2 separate regions of the Anas platyrhynchos genome follow, and region 1 is linked to region 2. A link is a contact called in public Hi-C data. All regions are on one chromosome and are shown on one strand. The core of a region is the stretch at or near the end of the contact, and the rest is flanking DNA. Distances in the headings are between cores, read along the strand shown.

Region 1 (3,687 bases), core at 215-2,714, 120 kb after region 2:
ACACAGTCAGTTTGTAACATGCAGAGCTCTGTGATGTGGTTTGCAGGAAAATGTAAGTTTGTTTAAATATCAGCCTTTAGCTATCTTTGTTCCATCAGTGATGGGACTGGTCTCTAACCAGCTGAAGGAGGAAGAAACTATTCGACTACTGAACTATGTTCAAGTCGCAGCATGATTCAGCTATTTTTTCAAGTAAGAGGAAACGATGCATTTCTAAATCACATTCAGAATACCTCAGATATGAAACCAAACAGCAGGGAAAAGGCTTTGGGGATTTTCTCCACGTATCTCATAGTTTAATTCCCATTCTGGATAATAAAAGTCCTTTCTCCACCCACCAAACAGGTGGTTTTTGTTCCTGTTTGTATAGTCAGCAGCTGTGAGTACGTGGTACCTGATTTTTTAATCAGCTTTTTAATCAGTTTTAAGAGATGCATGTAATAAATGAAGTCACATGTATCAGAAAAGAGTACCTTCCTCATGCCTGCTATGACTAAGGAACTTGCCAAAACACTATTTCATTATACACAGGCTAAATTTCACGTCTCTTCCAAATATGACAGACCTGAGAAATTTTTTTTTATAAATTATCCCTGAAAAACTTTCTTCCCCCAAGTTGCTTCAATTCTGTTGTTCTCTAAAGAATGGCAAGATAGCCTTAAGAGGCTATGTTTATTGCAACAGTGCAAAGCTGAAAGAAAACGGTTCATAATCTTCTCAGGTACGAGCATATCAAGGACAAGGGAAGATGGGTTTCCACATGAGCAAGGGAAATTCCCCATCGCATGCTGTGAATCTTGCAGGCAGGTATCCCTATCGAGGTCAGGGGTCTGCCAGCTCTTGCAACGATTTTCCTGGTAAATGATGTTGTCACATTCTTAGAGAGATGGTGTTGTCAATGAAGAATCACATTATTCGTTTCTAACTCAGGACCTGAAGGCCAGGAAACAAGCTGGGCACAAAGCTTCTGCTTTTCAAAGATGGGGCAGGAGGCTGAGCACATTTAAAGTCAGAAAATGAAACCTTGCTGTTAAAATACAGAGGCTGCTGGTACAATGTAGGGTATAAAAATGGAGCACAGAGAGGAACTGCACTGGCTCAAATACTTGCTGTGGGCTGGCTCCCTGTGATACCATCTTATGCACAAGAATTTGCTGCTTTAGTCTGAAACAGAATGGAAAATCGACAGCCGAGAAGGAAAAACACAGCTGCTCTGTTGTACAGGTCGCGTCGGCTGGGGATGATTTGGAGACAACGTGCTGGGAAGGAGGTCTGCAAGGGAGCAGTCAATTGAGGAAACAAATAATATTTACATGCCCTGCCCGTGGCACTGGAAATAAAACCTCCTTGCCAGTAAGAAATTCAGCCCAACCCTCCTGGCCCCACCTGCTCCTGGGGGAGGGATCATGCTATAAAAGGCTCCAGGCAGGGCACAGAGATGCACAGCAAATTGGGACTCTCTGGGGACTCCTCCTGCTCTGCCTGTGACCATGGGGAAGAAGGTGGCCGTCGTGCTTGCTGGCTGTGGGGTGTACGACGGGAGTGAGATCCATGAGTCTTCTGCTGTGCTGGTGCACCTCAGCAGGGAGGGGGCACAGGTAAGAGGCACCTGGCAGGCTCCTGCCCCATCCTTTTGCCCTTGCTCTGCTTTTTATTCGCCCTCCCCTCGCACGAAGCACTCTGCTGTAAGGAGCTTTGCGTCTTGCCCGACAAACCACGAGCTCCCCGTTGCTGCTGGGGTAATTGCAAAGAGTCAATGACTGGAGTCAAAGCAAGCAGCACGGTGTCGGTGTCGGGGCTGCCACAGCAAGCAGGGACCATGCCCCGCTCTCTGCTCTGCTCTCCCAGCTTCGCTGTGTGAGAGGATTGCCCGGGTGCTGAGCACAGAGCTCAACCATTCTGCCAGCTACACAACCTCCGAAACAAACTTTCTGAAATGAATCTATTTTTGGCTTGCACTTCCTCTTTCTCTTCTCTGGTATTTCTGTTTCAAAGGCTGCTGTTGACTCTGGTTGCTTGAAATTCATCCTTTTGGAGCACTGAGGATTAAAACGGAAAATGAGATGAACACAGAAAATAGAGTTCTTGTGAGTTAGATCGGAGAAAGGGAAAAAAATGTTCAAGCACCAGCTCTAATATGCAATCAGTGACAACCACAACTCTTAGAGAGTCAAAGAGTAGGGAGAGAAGCCCCGGGTAACGCTAACCTCGGCTCCGAGCTGCCCACAGCTGTGGGTCAGAGCCCTTCTCCTGGAAATCAGGCTGCTCCCCCGAATATGAAGGCGCAGTGGTGATTTCCACGTGCTGCAGAGCCTTCCCTCCCAATTCCAAAGCCTTCAAAGTGCGTATTCACTTCGTGGATTAAAGCTAAGACTTGTCCAAAACTTTTCTCCCCTGTCTGTAGTTTTGCTTCTTTTCCCTCTGAGCTGCCGTGGCTCTCCCCCGGCTGGCACACTCAGAGCACTGCCCTGCGCTCATCCCTTGATTGGCAGGGACCTCTAGCGGAGGAAACTCGGCCATCATTTCCCCCACACCCTTTTAATTTTGGCTTCTGATTGCCTGAGGAAACAAATTTTGTGTACAGCCACCAAATCCATCACCCGCCTGTTTGCCATCTTCCGCTCTTCCTTTCTGCGCGTGAGCTTGAAATAATTCAGAAGGAAGGCGAGACGCTTTCTTGAGAGGGAAATGCTCTGCCTGTGGGAAGCCAGCGGGTGGGGAGAAGAAACTCAAAGTCCTGTCTGAGGGTGGTGGTTTGACAGCAGCTTGCAGGGTGCTGGGTGCTCAGCACCCATACGGGATGACCGGCTGTGTGTGGGCAGCACTCGGGCTGCTGCAGCGAAAGGTGATTGCTTGGGATGAAGGTGGAAAATTAAGAAATGGGATTCACACGTGGCTCTTGCAATGACCCGTTTTCCTAGGAAGGAAAGGGGTGGCTGCTCTGCTCCCTTTCCACCACTTCAGCCCCCCCAAAATAAGCAGTGTGGGCTATAGCCCCTGCCAAATACCCTCCTTCCTTTAAGGTGGGGGTAAATGTTTGTGCAGAAGCTAGAAAACAGCTTTTTTTCTTTTTTTCTTTTTTTTTTTTTTCCTCTTTATAACAATACCTTCCCATTGCCACTACCAGATAGAAGTGAGCCTGAAGGCCACTGAAATCTCCAGCAAAGTTCTTTCCTAACCAAGAAACACAAGCGTTTTAATTTGCTACCTGTGGTCTTTAGCATGCTTAGGATGCACGCCTGAAGGATAACAGACCTTCCCTTCCCTTCTCAGGCAGAGGTTTATGCTCCTAACGTTGACCAGATGCATGTGGTGGACCATGTGAGAGGACAGCCAACTCAGGAGAAGCGCAATGTGTTAGTTGAAAGTGCCAGAATAGCCAGAGGCAACATCAAGGACCTGGCTAAGCTGGACGTGAAGGGGCTGGATGCCCTAATAATACCAGGTAGGAAGGACAGCACGTGGGGTCTGCATGCCTGGGGGCTTGGGAGCAGCTTGAATATTCGTGAACCTTGAATGGCATGGGAGCCATGGGCTGGACAGGAACTGGGATAAGCTGAGAGATGGGGCCAGCAGAATGGCCATCTTCCATCTGTGCTTACATCCATCAGAAACAAGCTGTTCCCTCCCTCATCGACACGCTGCCCTCTGGGGAAGAGAAGCAGAAGGTGGGACACAGAGGGGGGT
Region 2 (3,706 bases), core at 63-2,562:
GCCCCTGCATGAACCTTCCTCTTTCTTTTTCTTCTTGTTTTACGCTCCCACCAGCTGGAGCTTTGCACCAGCAGCAGGTGAGGGACACCCGGGTGACTGTGTCCCACACCTGTGGCTGGAGCTCTTTCAAAACCCAGCCAGAGCTTGGTCCTCCAAAGGGTGGTTTGCCCCAGAGGGTCCCAAGGCCTTATTATTTGGCACTAGCTGCTTGCCCTGGCCAGAACTGGGCTTTTCCAAGAACTGTCACTGAGGTTTGAGGTGGGGATGGGTTTGGTGTGGCCGTGCAGGACGTTGGTACCCATGGGACCAGCTCCCGGCTCCGCGAGGCAGGAGGGGCGGAGGGGTGCGCGGCAGCTATTTATATCTTAAAATTAAACCATCAGAAGAAATGTGGCGTGAAAGCCTCTCTCTTCCTCATGCACTATTTAGGAAGCCGGGGCTGGAAAGCGTCAGCCGCTCGGGTTTGTATTTCCCAGCTGTTATGGGGGAAATGCTGGGGAGGGGGAAGAACGCGATGGATGTGCCCAGGCATTGTCCTGGCTCGGCACAGCCCCGGGTTGTGGGTGTGCCAGGACATCCTGCAGATCCCACACTCCCCCCTTTTACTCTTTCCAAATGTAAGGACTGGGAGGATTTGTGTCTGACTGAGTGCATTTGTGTTGTGGGGGTGCAGGCGTCGTCCTGAGCCCGGCACGGCAGCATCTGGGTGGTGCACAGCAGCTTTTCTACAAAGAACCCCCAAAAGCTTTTGATTTTGTTCCCTGGGGAGCAAGGTCTCTGAAAATCAGGCATCCCAACCACCCCAAGCTGGATTCCCCAAAAAATGCAGCCCTGGGAATCCCCAGCCCCTCTGCAAACCACAGCCCTGTGCTTTGCCCCGCGGATTTTGTGGGGTTCAGGCTCTGCAGTGACCTCCACCAGCACCAAACCCAGGATTTCCCCAGCCAAGAGAGACCTTGAGAGGCTTCGGCAGTGGCGTCTTATGGATCCTGCTGCTTTGCTGCAACACGGGAAACTGCTTGCTCCTGTTTGCATATATTAGCCCTGTGATGAATTGCACTCCCTTCGAATTTTTTTCCCTGCTGCTCACGCTCATGGCTGGAGTGGGAAGCTGTCTCTTTTGATTTACGCATCCTCTTTATGTGGGGAGGAGCCCGTGATTCAAACCCCCATTTGCTCACAGACTTCGCTGCCTTATTTTGCTTTCGCCTTGGGTTGCGGTCAGCGTTTGAAAGGTCGGGGGGGGGAGCGACCTTCCCCTGCCCCATGCTCCGCGCTGCAGCTGCTCAGCGGGGCACCAATTAGCGCCGATCCTCAAGTTCAACAACATAATACCCACGCAATTTCCCGAGCGCTGCCTTTTCCGGAGAGTTTGGTTTCAAAGGCATTCCTCTGCGGTCAGGAGAAATGCTACAAAAACACGAGATGTGAGCGCTCGCGTCTTGTTTGCTCGCATCTCTCTGTGCCTCGTTCACTGCGAGGTCTCCAGGGGGTTGGTGGGAAGAGATGGAAAGAGAGCAGCGAGCGACTGCTGGGGATGGGGGCAGCCTGGGAGGTGCTGTCTTTACAGATTTTTCCTTTTTCCTTGTTTATTTTTAATGCTCCTCACCAGCTCTTCCAGCACTGCGCGGTGCCTCTCGCCTCGTGGAGGCTGCGTTATTTTGTGGTGCAGCACTCTGCCTGCAGCAAGAGCTAAATCCTGCGAGAGATGCTGAGCTGGGGGGTCCCAGGGAAAGGCAGGAGCATTTTCCATAAAGATCAAGGTCTTTCCTGAGCCAGGTCCCTTCGATACCCACGTCCCTACCCTGGAGCAGAGGCCGGGCATCACCTCCGCCCCGGGGAGGCCAGGCCTGTCTGCTGGAGCCCCGATGTGCCCCCACGTGCTGTGTGGGTCCTTGTGCTGTCCCCAGCATTGCAGCCCCCAGCAGCTCAGTAATATTCATGGCGAGTTCCTCCCCACGATGGGACCGTGAAGATTAATGGCTCCGATGTGTGCCTGCTCCGTGTGAGCACCGCTGAAAGGCACCTATGGAGCGAGTTGATAAAGATGGCTTAATGGGATGAAGGGCATCTCTCCTGATGAGGCTCAAGCGAGGCAGAACAGCCCCTGCATGCCGTGCATCGTGCCCTTCCCACCAGGGCTCTGCACAGCACCTCTTGGCAGTGGCAGCCTCGACCTGTGACTGCATCTGGCAGCATCACCCGTGCCATCCTCCTGGCGCTCGCTTTTGTCTCCCTGTCTGGGTCACTCCTGCGGGAAAAACACCTCTGTTCCCCTAGAAACCTCCCTCCCTGCCTTCTTCCCATCTGCCCAAAGGTTTCTCTGTGGGGCTCCGCTTTTGTTCCTGCCTCTGCCATCTGCTCGTCCCGCTGCCATCGCGCCTGCCCTGCAGAGAGCCGGGAGCAGAGCCGGGGCTCCTGGCAGCCGGCCGCCTCCTGGCACACTCGGGCTTTCTCCTCGGTCAGGGCTCCAAGTCGGAGATTTTCTCTTTCAGCCAAGCATCTTCGGAGTTCTCTTTACAAAATGTGTTGCTGTTCCCTCGTCTGTCTAACCAAACGTCAGAGAGCCGTAATTTCCCAGGATGCAGGAATTTTGTCTGTCTGCCCATCCTTCAGGCCGGCAGTTTCAGGGCTAGCGCAGAGCTTTGTGGGGTTATTTGTGGAAACGTTTGACTCCTGGTCTCGGTTTTCTGGCCAAGCATTTCTTTACTGCTTTTGTCTGTGTTCTGGTTTCTCCGGAGGATGGGGTGGGCTATAGCCACCGAGATGCTTTATGGGTTCTTCAATACTGCCCGTGCTCAGCTGGAGCCCAAAGTCCTGGGCTTGTGGGCAAGTGACTGCAAACAGAAATCAGGGGTGCAAATAGAAATAAATTCCCACTATGCTTAATAAGCCACGGAGTTATAACAAACAGCAGCATCACCTTAAGTGATTAAAACCAAACACCCCGCATAAGCCTCAGTTCTTCTCAGTGTGATCTCTGTACCACTTTTTGCAAGTCATTCGTCTCTGGACAGCAGCAGTATGTACTCACACACTAGCAAGGGGAAATACCAAAACAAAACATCCCGCTCACCTCATTTCCAAAGAAATTTTCCTCTGTCTTTAAAAGAAAAAAGGATTCTAGAGACTATATCCACTGATCCTGCCATTTTGTGTAGCAGTGTTTGAGAATATCCCTTTTCAGGCATTTTGGGAAGATTTCACCTCCCAGCTCACTTGAACCAGGATTTTTTCCCCCAAGAAAAAAGCACAAATTGAAACTGGAGCCAGAAGCCACGGTCTTCTCTTGAGCTGAGTGCTGTGATCTGCTGACCCAAGCAGTAAATACTGGTTGAGGCGCAGCCACAGCTGGCATTCGGTTGTAAGAAAACTAAAAGGGTTTCCAGCCTGACCTGCTGCCCTGCCACCACCCGGCGTCCTGGCTTGAGATGCGAGGTGTGTGTCAGTGTGTGGAGGTACAAATGATGTCAGGCCACCAAATCCATCTCTGCTGATGCGGGCTTGAATTCAGCGGAGCATTTTCCACCATCTGCTTAGCTCATCTGTGCATCCCTCGCTCTGGACAGCCGTACCCCTGCTGGCTGGTGGGACCTGAGCCCATAAACCACCTCCTGCATGTGATGTGCTGGTGGCCATCAGTAAATCAAGCGCAGAAACCTTCCTGGCCGTAAGCTGTTAGAAATCCAAATCCTTTGGCTTTGCT

Evidence for each region. Hi-C and Micro-C count contacts between places; a contact is called where the count stands out from the background.
Region 1: a contact with region 2 is called in a Hi-C map of skeletal muscle, with 4 times the contacts expected there. The contact joins the promoter of LOC101790845 here to the enhancer-like site in region 2. A contact is called at or near these places in 2 of 8 Hi-C or Micro-C datasets (liver and skeletal muscle).

The regions. Positions count from the first base shown.
Region 1 is chr10:8,152,835-8,156,521 of IASCAAS_PekinDuck_T2T, forward strand. It overlaps LOC101790845 (glutamine amidotransferase-like class 1 domain-containing protein 3, mitochondrial), which reads left to right and starts at 1,465. Exons shown (of 4, transcript XM_005011963.6): 1 at 1,465-1,598; 2 at 3,274-3,445. The coding sequence starts at 1,491. LOC101790642 reads right to left here and starts at 1,280. Exons shown (of 10, transcript XM_038184336.2): 1 at 1-1,280.
Region 2 is chr10:8,030,544-8,034,249 of IASCAAS_PekinDuck_T2T, forward strand. No RefSeq gene overlaps it. Among named protein-coding and RNA genes, the nearest start is that of TRNAE-UUC, 58 kb to the left of the region's middle. Within about 2 kb of position 1,313, at least 5 of the 8 cell types and tissues checked have an H3K27ac peak or open chromatin away from gene starts, as enhancers often do.